Regions from separate parts of the Sus scrofa genome. Here region 2 is linked to region 1. A link is a contact called in public promoter capture Hi-C data. All regions are on one chromosome and are shown on one strand. Each heading gives the region's core, a stretch centred on a gene start, on an enhancer-like site or on the middle of the called end of the contact. The rest is flanking DNA. Distances are from core to core; before and after follow the strand shown. Region 1 holds the start of TMEM167B (protein kish-B). Region 2 holds the start of GPSM2 (G-protein-signaling modulator 2).

Evidence for each region. Promoter capture Hi-C pulls out the DNA fragments that hold promoters and counts their contacts.
Region 2: a promoter capture Hi-C map of fetal liver shows a contact between it and region 1, with 3 times the contacts expected there. The contact joins the promoter of GPSM2 here to the promoter of TMEM167B in region 1. A contact is called at or near these places in 1 of 5 promoter capture datasets (fetal liver) and 1 of 2 datasets of contacts at active chromatin or transcription factors (skeletal muscle).

What each region holds. Positions count from the first base shown.
Region 1 is chr4:110,966,472-110,974,278 of Sscrofa11.1, forward strand. TMEM167B (protein kish-B) reads right to left here and starts at 5,038. Exons shown (of 3, transcript XM_001926138.5): 1 at 4,905-5,038; 2 at 2,746-2,877; 3 at 1-1,949. The coding sequence starts at 4,914. The coding sequence ends at 1,867.
Region 2 is chr4:111,161,830-111,169,636 of Sscrofa11.1, forward strand. GPSM2 (G-protein-signaling modulator 2) reads right to left here and starts at 4,073. Exons shown (of 15, transcript XM_021090096.1): 1 at 3,785-4,073.

The DNA.
Region 1 (7,807 bases), core at 3,788-6,287:
TGACATTCCCATTGACCAGCAGGTTCCAAACTCACACCCACAAGGTGTAACTCTTCTTTCCGTTCCACTAGCTTTCCTTTGTCTTGTGTGAAAGACCCTCAGAAGCAACAATGGAAAATACATGAATCATTGAAATTTACCCTGTGGATCAATTGCTGAAGACAACAGCCACAACTCCGAGATGATTAGAAATGTAGTGTTTACTTGATGACTTTCTATACTTCTAGGAACCCTTAAAAGCACCAAACTCATATTTCAGAACCTGAACTTCCTAGCAGTTTTTGTTCTTTTTGGAATGAGACAAAAGACAGTTTACTGCCACAGTCAACTTGTCCAGTCAACTTGTCCACAGTCAAGTTTTACTGTAATGAACAATTCAACTGATAGACGTATGTCTATGCTTGCTCTTTACAATAATTTAATTTTAGATCAACTCTCTTTTTTAATAGAGAAGATCTAGGTTTCATAAATGCAACAGCTGACCTTTTGCAGGCATAAAGATGAGGGAATGGAGACGTTTTCCCTTCAAATGCAGTCACCTAAAATGATTTGCTCAGGAGTTGCCATACCCCATGGAAAAGCCCGTCAATCTCAACTGCAAACTTCTGTTTTCTTTTACTTCAGGAAACACCCCCATTTTATTCACAGATTCTGTGAACTGTCCAAACATGTCTATGAATGTCAACAACTTCTCTCACTTATTCAAATTTCTCATGTTCTTCTAATTTCCAAGAGATAGCTAAAGAGTATTGCAATACGAAGAAAATTAAAGAGTGGGTTAAGAAACATGAGTAAAAAATAAAATAAAAAAAAATAAAAAGAAACACGAGTAATCAACTAAAAATTGTCATGATAACTCAGATTTAAACAAAGACTAAGTCTGTATCTTGGATAACATGACGGAACTTCCACCTAACATCACAATAAATTCCAGATGACTTTACTAGTATATGAACTAATATACTAGATTTATTTATTTCTTCTACCCCACTGCAAATATATTAAACAATTATTTCTTCAATAGTTTCTCTTTCCCCTAGTGGTGGCATTTAAAACTGAGTGACAATATGGAGCACTCAGTAATATTAAAAGCTTTCGGAAATTAGCCACAGTTTCCATTTAGCATGTGCTGGGGGTAAAGTTTCCTTTTGAGAAAATTGGCGAATAGAACATTGTTTCCTTCTCACTACTCCTTTCCCCTCTCATCACAGACAGGTCATTTCCAAGTCATAGGCAGGCCCAGATTCTCCGTGTAAAACTCAGAGTTGTGTCATCTGTTCTTTTGTGCAGTGAGGATCATGCCCTCTCCCTCATGTTCCCAGGTGCGTATATGAAAGGTAAATTTCCAAAGCCAAATTTTTTGTTTTGTATAACTCCTTTTTCCCACCCAGTCCCCCCACCCCCTGCAATTTGTCAAATCCAAATCAAACAGGAAAAAAAAAAAAGTCAAGTCTTGAAAATTATCCCTCCTTCCAAGAGGTTTGAGCACAGGTCTTCCTTAATGAGCCTCAGTTTGAAAAGATCCCGATGAGGGGCTGAAGAATAAAATCGGTGACAGGTTTTTAAGCAGGAGGTATGTAATCATATCACTGATGGATGTAATTTGTCTGGACATTATATACTCTCTGCTGAGGACTGATTTACACACAGGTCAAAGGAAGGTGGCTTCCTGGAGTCCCCTGAAGCATAAATAATGTTTGTAACCACGAGGAGTTTTCCCACCATACGGTAGGGGCAGATGCGGTGGTCTCATCCTGGGGGCTTGGATGATTTTAGCTGAACTCTCCTACACTGGGCCCAGGCCCCCAACATCTTCTTCACCCTTGTCCCCTTGGTTGGCGGCTGATGAAATGGATGCTTTGGAATTCATTTTATAAACAGGACGTAGAAGGCCATTACCACGCAGGCAATTGCCACAGCAGCATGTAGCCTGGTTCCAATCACAGCGGCTAGCAGGAAAAAATAAAAAGAGAAAGAAAAATCACACCTTGCCTTTCATATAAGTCCTCATTTTCAAGGTGATATTCTGAAATCTCTAGGCACAGATGAAGAGACCTAGCAAGGGTCTCAAGACCCCACCCAGGGATGAAATTAAATACGACCCTTAAGCCCTGAGTTCTAGGAGAATATACTGTTTGTTTACATTTTGCCCTATTTTGAAAAAAGATTTAGGTAAGTAGGATTCCAGATAAAGGTGCCCAAATAAGAAGTAAAAAAACATCCGAATGAATAAAATCAAAAAAAATTTTTTTGTCGTTTCTAGGGCCGCACCTGTGGCATATGGAGGTTCCCAGGCTAGGGGTCGAATCAGAGCTGCAGGTGCCGGCCTACGCCGCAGCCACTCGAGATCCGAGCCATGACTGCGACCTACGCCACAGCTCAAGGCAACGCTGGATCCTTAACCCACTGAGCGAGGCCAGGGATCAAACCTGCAACCTCATGGTTCCTAGTTGGATTCGTTAACCACTGAACCACAATGGGAACTCCTGAAATCAAAACTTAAAAGAGGCTCCAGTTCATTCTTTCTAGAAATTCAGAAAAATGTTTCATCAGGAAAATATTCCTAACAATGCCAGTTCAGTCTAAGCTTGTTTAATATACATACTTTTCTCCATAGAGATTACCAGATTATCTTGGGGCTTAAATAATTATGTCAAAGTGAAACCAAATAACGATCCCGCCCATCCCACCCCCACTGTGTAGCGCCTCACTGTCCTCTCCTCCCCCTGACAGATATGATCTCACCTTTGTAAAACACACCCCAAACTCCCTTCTTCTCTGAGAGCAGCCAGGTTTTGAGGCGAGGTACCTTCTTGAAGTAGGCACAGGTACAAACAAAGAGCAAGCCGAACACCAGAATTCCATCCAGCGAGTACACTGTTAGAGAAAGAGGAGAAGACCTTTGGTGCTAATCTAGCTGGGGAGAGGGGAGCCCACAGAACAGAGTGCGACAGAATATCAAGATGATAACCTCGACTGCAGCGCCAGCCGGTGACATGAGGGAGCCATGGTCCTGGGACTCACAAGGTTACTTTATTGTTCCTCAAAATCACTTGTAGATATTTCCCCAACAAAAATCTCACTGCTCCCTTCCCTCCACTTTCAAGAACTATAAATTCTGAGAAGGGTGCTTTGCTTTATGTGGAATCAGCCTACTGGGAATGCTGACTGGCAATAGGTTGAGAGAGGCATAAGAACCCTTGGTGCCTGAATGGAGAGAATTAAACATGTTCTTATTATAAAGAACTCATGTGATAAAGGAAAGCTAGATATTTAGCCACATCTCTCAGGTCAGCATCCGCTGGTGAACAACACACAAGGCAAATGTAAAGCTTAATGGAGACTGCAAGAGTTCAAATCCATATGACTAAAATTTTCCAATGCTTATCTTACACTTCACATGTAAATTTTCCAATGCTTATCTTACACTTCACATGTACTCTACTTACAAACCAAATTTCTACCAGAATAACATTCTTGAAAAAAAAAAAAGTATCTGAGGCTTGGACATAGTGGGACGACGATTGTGGGGGAAAAAACCTTTGAACAATTAGTTCTATTTCTTACATATGTAAACCAAAACAGATCCTTTAACCTGCTGCAGCAGGCTGGGGATTGAACCTGCACCTACACAGTGACCTGAGCTGCTGCAATCGGGTTCTTAACCCATGCACCACAGTGGGAACTCCCCAAGCTGTTTCTTATTAACACAATGAATCACCTAAGTGCAAAAAAATAAATAAATAAATAAAGGGTGATGGGTCATGAACATTTATTCAATAATTACTGTGTTCCAACTGCTCTCTTATTTCTCAGTTTAGATGATTTCTTCCTCTGGGTGATATCCCTTCCTGTACTGTGCCTAATAACCTCGGACCTCTGACTGCTCCTGAAGCTCCAAAAGGATATTTTACAAAACCAGCATCTGCCAGTTCTGGGCCACCAGTGTACCGCCCTCTCTCCTTCCAGTAAAACTACCCCACAGCCAAATTAAAACAAGCGTCCAGTAAATTAAAACATACACTAAGTTTTTATGCTGAACAATATTTTACTTGCTAGTCTTTTTCTACCATAAATTCTGACAGGTAAAGCCAAAAGCCACAAGGACGGGAAATGTGAACCCTCAGTACCAGGTTTATGGAGAAGTACTTTTGAGAGATGCTCTCCTATGCGCCTCAAATTATACTGCCTAAGAAGCCTTCTCATCTTTCTTGTTAAGGTTGATGCTAAAGACTGCAAAGGCTTTGTTTCTTGCCCTTCCCTGGAATTCGGTAATCATGTCCATAAAGTGTTTGAAGACACCTGAAAAATTAGGTCAGACAAACAGGGTAGCAACTGCCACATCATTTAGAAGAGGCAGTGTCTAAATGCAAACCCTGCAACACTAACCATGGTCTCCAGATGGGATCGTCCAGGCAGGACTTTAGAATCAAATAAGAGAAAACTTTAAAGCATTTTTGCAAAACAAGTAGAACTTTTTTTTGAGTCTACATTCACTGCCCCCCCAAATGTGGAGCCAAAAATCCTCTGATTTTTTTGTCCTCCCTAGGAGCTTACTATCCAAAAGTATGAGAACGCAGAGGGCTGTGAGAAGGATCTGTTTTTCACTGGTGCTAAAGCGACATTAAGGGCCAGAACGAACTTCTAGAAAGGGGACAAGGGAAAGCACAGGGTAGGGGCCAAGGACTCGGGGAGGGGGCACATGAAGCACTGAGGGTTCCAGATGGGCACAGGGCGGAGGAACCCGCAGAGGGGTTGAGGGAACAGGAGTTACGGCCCCAAGAGAACAAGGGGGGACTGGGCTGGGAGGGGGCGGGGAGAGCGGCCACGTCAGTCCCGGCTCCGCCCGCCACGTTTCCTCTCGCTCTGCTCTCTCCTCCGCCGCTCTGGGCATTGGTTCTCACCGTTCGTCATGGCGGCTGGGCCGGGGCCTGGGTATGGCGTCCCGGGATCGGCGGTGGTAGCGGCGAAGGCGGGGGAACCCCAGCTCCCGCTTGACACTTCCCGATCAGGGCCGCAGCGATCAGGGCAGGAGTCAGAGTACGCAGGCGCAAGGGCAGAGAGGGGAGCGCCGAACGCAATCAGGGGTGGATAGTCGATTGCCGAGCTAGGGAACCTGCGTGGGAGGAATTGCGCTAATATGTGTGGTTTAGAAAAACGCTATCCCGCAGGGTTCCTCCGTGGCCATGGTAACCAAGTCTCTTCTGAGCGCCCCTGAAGAGTTAGTGTTGGGGCGTAACCTGTCCTGCTAGCGTCGTGGTTGAAAAAGGTAAAGGCTTCAGTTTTGCCCTTTATTTTGCGCTTTGGTAGCTGCAGTGTCTGCGTGTGTGCGTTTGGTGTGTCTGTAAGCGGCTGCCCGCCTGCAACGGAGAGGTGCCGCCTGCAACGGAGAGGTCTCCGTCTCAAGCTTCCATTTAAAAGAAGCCGCGCTTGCTGCGTCTCTCCTTACTCCTTAAACAAATCTGGAGAGTGAGGTTGCGTTTGGACTTTCAGTTAGGAACCTTATAACGCTAAAACTCTACATTGTTGGGAAACGTTTAGATAATTGCCTGTTTGCATCAATTTTTCTTTAAACTATCAGGATAGTCTCAATTATCTCTTGTATTTAGTTATGCAGGGGTCACCTCAACTTCTTTAACCGGGAAATGGAGATATTGGGACAGCTCTTCTCACAGCATTTTAACAACCTGACCAAATACACCGTCAGTTTAATGTTAGCGCGGGGTTGAGGAGACGAAGCCACAGGTCCCATTTTGAACAGCGAAATCCTTAATTACACACAACGCGACCTGCCTTTATTAGAGTCGGGGCGAAAGTGCGACTGAGTTGTTGGGAGCTGAAGGTTAGTTAAGGTTAGTAATCCGCAGATGTCTACATCCTAAAGGGATTCTTTGTCCTTCCTCCTGCAGAGCCACCTGCTGGCTGCGGCCTGCTTGGTTTTGAGGAAGAAAAGCTATCAAAGCCTCCTAGGAGTTGGAGTGGAAAAGCAAGCCAAAAAGTCTGATTAGGACAGACTCCTTATGAAAATACACATAAATGCAAATGAACTTATTTACAAAACAGAAATAGACCCACGGGCATAGAAAACATGGTTACCAAAGGGGAAAGAGAGGGAGGGATAAATTAGAATTTATAATTTGTAAATTATCTTTTAATCAGTTAACTCTTTTTCAAAATATCATTCCTCTTGCCCCCTTTTCCGTTCTACATCCATCACCTTTGTGATTTTGCCATTTCAGTCACTGTTTTTTCTTTTTTTTTTTTTTTCTGGCCACACCTGCCTTGTCCTCCAAGGGTATGGAAGATCCCAGGCTAGAAGTTTTTAAGCATCAATTAAATCCTCACAGCAGTGAGAACGTGCATTTGTATAACATTTTGACATTTTCAAAGCAAACACACCTTGTCATCGTACCTGAAGTAATCGTCACAACTGCCTCATCACCTCTATTTTAGAGATAATCTAAGGTTTAGAGTAAGGACTATCCAGTATCGACAGTCTTCTGGTCTTCTGAACTCAGAACTAGAAAATTTTAGTCCACACCATGACTGCTATTTACTTTAACACAACCGCTGCCTGCTGAGTATATGTCTAACTCCTTGCCTGCTATACAAGGCCTTCCAGCAGCATTTTCTATTGTTCCTATATGTGGACTTCAAGCTTCAGCTCTGAAAAGACTGTTCTGCGTTCCTCAAATGTACTCTCTGCTCTCACATTTTGGCTCATGCCATCTACTCTTTTGGAGATAACTTTTATCTCCTCGTTTTTACTAGACGGAAGCCATTCCAGTTTTCTTTTTTCTTTCGTGCGCTGAAAGGTAAGTCTCTTCTCACCTGTCACTCTCAGAGTTTAAGAATTAAGTTTAAGGACAAAAAAAAATCACAATTGAAGAACTGGGAAGAGTGATTGTCTCCTTACTATTTCAAAGGACGGTAATGGACATAATACCTTACTGTTTCTCCTTGTGTCTGTCTTTCTTCTTCTTCCTATTCTTTCTTCTCACGCTTGTATTTATTTCCCTTCTTCCTCTCTCCACCATATTTTTTTTATTCCAGGTTCTAAGTAGTATTTTACCTTTTTTTTTTATTGAATAAAGTGAATTTCACCAGATTTCTATTTCAAAATTAGTTAGACTAAGAATTTTATATTTTCAAAAATTATATTCTGCTTTGTCTTTGTCAAATTGGGTTATAATGGTGGCTTCTTTCTAGGGTGGTTGAAGGAGTAAATGAGTAACTATTTACAGCAATACCAGGCGTGATGTCAGTGCACCATAAATGTTAGCTGTTACTGTTGTTCACTTGTTTAAAAAATATTTACCAGTGTCTGCTATGTGGTGGGCACTTTATTACATTTTGCAGGAATAGAGGCAAAAATGAGTCTCTGCCCTCAGGGAACAAACTATATTGGGAAAGACAGAGGAAGAAACACGTTTTAGTAGAGCACAGGCATTAGCTGTGTAAAGACGTTGTCTTTGATCTCCACTGTTTTGCAGAATGCTTTTTTTTTTTTTTTCAGTGAGAAATCGGGCTCAGCGGAGGCACAGTGGTGAGACCACAGAGCTAGCGTGTTTGACTCCGGAGCTCCCTTCCCCTTGTTATCGCACTGTGTCAAATGAGGATGCTGGGCCCTGATCCTGATCTTTGAGGATTTTGTTCCAAGCATTAGTGTTTCTATCTTCCCGAAAAGACCCACAAGCCTCATGCCAAAGCTGGGTCACCGGCTCTTGCGGCCCAAATACAAGGAATCAATAGAGCCCGCTGCCTGGGGACTCCATTCAGACAGTCCATCCTCAGTTCATTTCAGCCT
Region 2 (7,807 bases), core at 2,823-5,322, 190 kb after region 1:
AAATCCAAAAACCTAAATATATACATTAGTCCTGCCTTTTCCAATCTGTAACCTTTAGTTAATAAGTAAAAAAAATCATTGGACAAACAGGAGCTCAAAGAGGTAAATTCAAAATAAACATCATCTCATGAAGACATTACTATGTCAGGAGAAAAAAAAAAAAAGAGAAATACTTATTAGTAAATAATAGGGAGAACAAAATTTTAAGAAAAACTGGTCACCAAGTCACCAGAATTTATGTCCCACAGCCATTTATTACTACCAAAGCAGTTCAGCCATCAGCTTAAATCAATTCATATATGTACTAAAAACTCAACAATGAAGGGGAAGAAGAAGTGGTCCTTTCTACTGAGCACTGTTCTTCAGTTAGTAAATGACAATAAATCAGTCATCATCCCGTCTTCAGTGTCCCCACCACCACCACCACCACCACCCACACCTTCAGCAAGTTTCCCGGCCAAGGATGAATCAGAGCCAGAGCTATGACCTATGCCACAGCTGTGGCAACACTGGATCCTTAACCCACTGTGACAGGCTGGGAATTGAACCAGTGCCTCCACAGAAATAAGCCGGATCATTAATCCACTGAGCCACAGTGGGAACTCCAATAAATTGGTTCTCTTAACCGAAGAACTTTGAAATGGCAAAACTGGTTTCAAGTACATTTTTAAGGAGAAATAAATCTCAAATGCAAAAGGGTTACAAATGCTTAAAAAGAATCCCTAGAGTTTGAATTCAGAATTCTTCATAAGAAAATATAACTTTTGGAGTTCCCGTCGTGGCGCAGTGGTTAACGAATCCGACTAGGAACCATGAGGTTGCGGGTTCGGTCCCTGCCCTTGCTCAGTGGGTTAACGATCTGGTGTTGCCGTGAGCTGTGGTGTAGGTTGCAGACGCGGCTTGGATCCAGCGTTGCTGTGGCTCTGGCGTAGGCTGGCAGCTACAGCTCCGATTCGACCCCTAGCCTGGGAACCTCCACATGTCGCGGGAGCGGCCCAAGAAATAGCAACAACAACAACAACAACAGCAAAAAGACAAAAGACAAAAAAAGAAAATATAACTTTTCTCCTTCTGAAAGTTATCATCATTCCATGGAGAAATGTTTCTGTTCAATTCAATAATGTTATGAGATGATACAGGCAGAGTAATTCTAAGTAAAAAGGACGAGGGAAAGCTTTTTGGAAGCAAGGAAATCTGTAGAGCATCTCGAAGAATGGGTAAACCTTATTAGGCAAATTGAGAAAAGGCATTCCAGCCGTGGGAAATGGCTCAAGCACAAACAAGGAGGTGAGAATGCAGAGAATGAGCACTGGGTTAGGAGAAGCCAAAGAGAAGTCAAAGAAGGTACTAAATTGTGAGGGACTCTGAATATGTATGTGGCTGAGGAATACTTGGCCTTCACTTTACACGATAAGGAACCTTGTAATTTTTTCAACAGAGAAATAGAAAAGTTGGATCTGTGTTAGGAAGATAAACTGACAGCAACATATAGAGCAGGGCAGAAAAAAGTTACTGCAAAAACCCCAGAAACCACTTTGGAAAAGGAGCTCTTCTCTCCTCATCCCATAACACCAAGCAAATTGCTTTGCACATAATCGACATCCAACAAACTATTTTGATTTCTTGCCTAGGAAGAACTATGAAGCAGCAAAGAATCCTATGATAGCCAGAAAACCAGACTTTTCATAATTTCTGTTCCGCGGTAAACAGTGTATTCATATTCACACAAATAACTCAGCCAAGTCTTACTCTTAATTTTGTACTGTTTTTGATGATTAAAGGATATTATAATGTTACATGATTTATAAGATACTGAAAGGAAGTTAGCTAGGCTAAAAGAAGAGCTAAACTGTTTCTCCATAGTTTACAGCAAAGCATAGCACAATAGGCATCTTAAAAGTAGAATTATGGAGTTCTTGCTGTGGCACAGTGGGTTCAGGATCTAGCATTGCTGCAGCTATGGTTTAGGTCGAAGCTGTGGCTCGAATTCGATCTCAGGCCCCAGAACTTTCATGTGCCACAGGTGCAGGGGCGGGGGGGGGGGGGGGTAGGATTATGTCTCTACAAATGGAATCCAGAGACCTGGAGGAGATTTAAGCAAACACAGAAGCAACAAAGCATGTGCTTTAGGACCAGGAGGTGGTCTGAATCTCAGCACAATGACTTATTAGTTATACGATCTTGAGCTATTTAAACTCTCAGTGTTGATTTGGGCATAATGATACTTATTCAACATCTGTCATGATGATTAGAGATCTGATTTATAAAAAGCACCTCAACGCCTGGCTCTGGTACTTAACAAAAGTATTCAATGTAGTAGTAATAATAATCATTGCCATTGTTATTAGAAAAAGTAACATGTCTCTTAGAATAGATTTAGAATACTAGTCTCTATGTCAGGTGTTCAGTTTTAAAATTCCACAGAACTAGTTACAAAATCTCTGTCTTTTAGGTAAATCTAAGAACAAGGCCATTTTAACAACTACAATACCCTATCTTTGTTTTAATTAGTCTAGTAGCAAGTTTAAGATTTCTATCAAAATATAATATTTTTAACACTGCATGCCTGATTTCATGAAAATCAATATAACTAAACTACTTATCTAGCCAAAGAGGATCTGAAAGGAATGCCTCTACAACAGTAACACCCAACTTTTTACTTTGTATCTGCTCAACTCCCTATATTATAAATAATGGCCTGAAAAAGAGCTTGCCAGGAGGAAGGTAGGTATGAGACCGTCCCTTCCTCTCCAAAGCACCCACTCTCCGCGCGGGCGCGCGCACACACACACACGCCAACCCACAGCAATCTTCGCTTTTTTAACGTTGCTCACTGACTTTCAAACAATCAACCAAAGCTGCTTCTTGAATAATGACAAGCCAAGCAAAAGCGATATTTATCAGAGGTAATCACATTGGTGGTTATCAGGCCGGAAATCTTCCGCGCACCCTTCTAAAGTGGCAGCTTGAAAATTCAGCGTCTCCCACACACGCCACCCGAGACACCAATACTAGCCGACTGAAAGCCAAGAATCCACTCCGTTTAATTCCACGGGAGGGTTAAATTATGCATTAAGGCAAAATTTCCATCTCTACTCGTTTTAAGAGTTCAAATAACACCAGTTAAAATAAGCCAACTGGTTACCATATAAATACAACGAAATTATAGCTTTTCCACTTTCCACTACTCGAAGATATTCCACAGATTTTTAGGAAAGGGTTTTCTTAATATTCTACCCTTACTAAAACTTTTTGCAGCAACCACGAATTTCTCTGGTAAATCAACAGGTTGGTGCCCCCAAATTCACGAATTTCAATATGGTAAACGCAGGTGTCTGACAAAGACTGTCCTCCTTAGACGGCAAACTCACGACTACAAGCGAACGCGATCTGCCTCGGATTTAATTCCACAGGGTTTCAGATTTTTAATCTGGTTGTTATTTACACGCAGGACATGTGAGAAGTTGTTGTAACCTATTACACTTTTACTTAAAAAACAAAAAACTGGAGAACGAAGCTCTTAAGAATTCTCCCATTGTTAATTCCCCAACCTGAAAGCAACTGAGGCTCGAAGGGCAGCGGGGTGCTCCTGACCCGAGTTTCTAGTTTCTCGACGCCGGTCCCCGAGACCACCCCGGCCCACTCCCCAACCTCGAACAAAGGAGGTCGCCCCTCACACTCTCTCTCTCACACTCACACTCACTCTCACACACACACACACACACACACGCCCCTGCTTGTCTCCTCCTCCGCCGGGAGCCCACAAACACCCCTCCGAACTCACCTCCCTGGGGCGGGAGAGCCTGCGGAGCACCGCCGACAGGGCGAAGCTGCAGCAGCGGCCGCCTCGGCGACGGGCGGGTGGCCGAGGCCCCTCCCCACGGCGAGTTCCCTCCCCTCGGCGAGTCCTCAGGCAGAGGCCCCGCAGGCCAGCGCCCCCACCGCCGCAGGTCACGTGGGCCAGAACTCCGGGGCTCTCCTCTCCTAGTCAGCCGCCACGCAGGGGTCCCGCAGCGCCGCCAGCCCGCTCCCCCTGCCCTCCTCTGCGCTTGCGCCCCAGCTCCCAGGCGCTCCCATTCAAACAGACAACGCCCCGCGTCTTTCGGACCCACCAATGGCCGGAGCGGGAGGCGGGGCGGGGGCGGGGCCATCTGCGCACCGCCTCCCGGGTCCAGGCGGGCGGGGGACGCGAGTGGGATTAAGCGAACCTCGGGGCGCCTGGTCCTCCACTGCCCCCGGGCTCTGTCCTCAACCACCGAACTAAAGTCGCTTTCTTTCCCTCCTGTTTCTTTTCCAGACACTGAGGGTGGGGCAATAAATATCGTCCAGAAAAAGTCCGTCGGACTGTCCCAGACCCTTTTAAAAGGTGGGAATCCCAAACAAGTGCCTCTTGCCCTGACGGCTTGGTCCCTGCCAGGAGAATGAGTCTCCCAAGGGCACTTGCGGGGATGTTTAAGAAAAAGAGGGCTCTGTGAAAGGAACAGAGGGACCCGTGTGAAAGTCTGAACAAGGCAGCCTCAGTTCTTGAGGTTAGGTCACAATTCTGGCGTCCCCAGCTGTTAAAAAAGCAAACTTGTGTTGACTGCGGAATCACTGATTCCCAGGAAAATTGGGTGGTAGCTTTGCTTACTTTCAAGCAGCTGTGTTCCAAATACACTGGGACGAATAATTTTTATTTCCATTCACTTCCTCTCTATATCAAGTCCCCCCTCCCCCGAAAAACAGGTCTGTTTGTTCTTCACAAAAATATTAAGGCTGCAGTCTTTCTCCACTAAATAACCTGACGAATTTTATCAGATTATTTCTCAAATAGATATTTCTCCACTGAAATGAAATGTTTCTACAGGTTGAAGGATATGTTAAAGAAAACCCCAGTTTCAGTATCTCTCTGAGTGATACTGAAACCAGTGATCCAAGTAGCATTTCTCTTACTGGGAAAGCGTTATGTTTGGCAAACTGGTTAAAATAAGAGCTTTGGCATCAGACTAGACCTAGGTTTGAGTTCCACCTCTGCCACTTACTGGCCGATTGACCTTGAACAAGTTACTTATTTTTTTTTAGCCCTAGTTTCCTCAACTATAAAACACAACTGTAAATCTTTTAATAAGATGGTGGTTGTGATGCTTCAGTGAGGCAAGTTTTGTTAAGTAGTTAACATCGTGCTCAACTGCTTAGTAAATGTTTCTTATTATCATTATTATCAACAACTACCTTTACTATCAGGTGCTTGTAAACAACAGCTGAATTAGCTCACTGTATTATTTCAGAGGTAGGTATTATAATCCCTACTTAGTCATAAATTCTTTTTTGGGTGTTGATAGAAAAGCCACAAAGAGAGTACAATATATCAAATTCATCCTCTCTGAATGAATAATTATTTCCCCTTTACAAATCTTCACTTACACATGTGACTTTCTATCACTCATATTAGTTATCTTCATCTTGCTCAAATTGAATTATCTTTTATTTATATATATATTTTTGGCTGCCCCATGGCATATGGAGCTCCCCAAGCCAAGGATCAGATCCGAGCCGCAGCTGCGATCTAAGCCACAGCTGTGGCAATGGCAGATCCTTAACCCACTGTGTTGGGCCAGGGATCGAAACCGTGTCCCAGCGCTCCCAAGATACTGCCAATCCTGCTGCACCACAGCAGGAGCTCATGAATTAGCTTTTAAATTATCTTTTAAAAGGTATAAATCAGAATATGTCATTCTCCTACTTGAAAACCTTATTGACTTCTCATTTGATTTAAAGTAAAATCTAAATTCCCCCTACTGTGGCCCACTAAGCCCTAAACCACCTTGCCCTTCCTGTATTTTTCCCTCCAAATACACTGACATTCTGCAGACCTTAGAACTAAGCCTCAGGGTTCTCTCAGGGCCTTCTCCCTGGCTGTTCCTTCTGCAAGATTTTCCCCCCAGGCTCTTTAGATGGCTGGCTTCTTTTCACCTTTCAGCTTATTCATCACAGTATTCAGCAAGAATTTCTTCAGTTTTAGCTCTGTCAGGAACTGTTCTAGGTGCTGGGAATGTAGTAATGAACAAGACAGAACACAGCCCACCCGCCTGGAATTCAATTAAAATAAATAACAAGAAATATGCCAAGCTGTGATGGGTACCGGGCAGAGAATTCAGCGTAGGATGATGTGAGAGGAAGTGACCGAAGGACTGCTTTACACTGAGGGTCAGTGTAAGAGAGGCCAGCCTGAAAGGATGGTATTCAAACTGAGATTTTTAATTTCCAGAAGGAGCCAACTTTCCAGCAAAAGCTCAGGGAGGAACGCATTTGGCAAAGGGAATAGTGAGTGCAAGGACTAAAGCTAAAGCCTGTGGGACAAGCTTCGTGGGTTTGAGAACCCGGAAAGAGGCCACTACAGCTTAAGTGCACTGAAGGAGAGAGGAGCACACGGTTCGTGTGGGTCTTTGTAAACAGGGTAATGTGTTTGGACTTTATGGTCCAAATGTTATGGAAGCCAGTGGGAGATTTTGAACATGGGAATAATTTCATCTGTTTATATTTTTAAAAGAACACGACGAAACAAAGCCAGAATTTGAGACATTCTACAAGACGGCTAGTCTGGACTCTTCAGAGACATCATTGTCATGAAAAACATCCAAAAATGTACAGAATCTTAATGAACTTCTAAATCAGAGAGAGAGGAGAAAAGAAGAAGAGGAGGAAGAAGAAGGAGGAGAGAAGAAGGGGAAGAAGAAGGGAAGAAGGGGAAGGGAAGGGGAGGGGGAGGAGGGGGGAGGGGAGGGGGGGAGGAAGAGGATGAAGGGGAGAAGGAGACTATAAATGACATTTAAGAAACAACCGTCATGGTGCAGTGGTTCATGAATCCGACTAGGAACCATGAGGTGGTTGGTTTGATCCCTGGCCTTGCTCAGTGGGTTAAGGATCCAGTGTTGCTGTGAGCTGTGGTGTAGGTCACAGACACGGCTCAGATCTGGCATTGCTGTGGCTCTGGTGTAGGCCGGAGGCTAGAGCTCCGATTAGACCCCCAGCCTGGGAACCTCCATATGCTGCAGGAGTGGCTCTAGAAAAGGCAAAAAGAAAAAAAAAAAAGAAAGAAAGAAAGAAACAATTGGGGAAGTCCTGCTATGGTGCAGTGGATTAAGGCTCCAGCATGGCCACTGCTGTGGCGTAGGTCGAAGCTGCAGCTCAAATTTATCCCAGGCCTGGGAACTTCCATATGCCTTGGGTGCAGCCGAAAAAGAAAGAAACAGTTGGGGAAATTTGAATATAGACTGCATATTAGATGATATTAAGGAATTACTGTTCATTTTATTAGGTATGCCATGGAGTTATCTTCATATAGATTTTCTTTTATTTTTAGAAGATGCAAGCTGAAATATCTAAGCGTAAAGAGCCATGAGTTCTGAAACTTATATTCAAGTGGCTCAGCAAAATGCAGAAAAAGAGAGAAATACAAAAAAGATTAACAAATAGATCTAGGTGAGGATATATGGGGAGACATATATTCTTATACTGCACTGTTCATGTGCTATTATTTTACCTTTTCTGGAAATCTGGAATTTTTCAGATTAAAAAGTAGAGGATAAAATCACTCTGTAGAGTTCCACTTCTGACAGTAATGAAATAGATACTTTGTCCAACTCTTACACGGAGAATAACTGAAAATGCTTCCGAATATTAAAACAACAGAAACTTTATCAATGACCCAGCATGAAAGTAAGGATCACTCAGAAGCTAAGAACTAGTAAAAGAGGTAAGGAGAACACCGAAGTCAAGTTTGTCTTTGCCAAACCAGGTGAACTTGAATTTTGGTTGTCATGGTCTC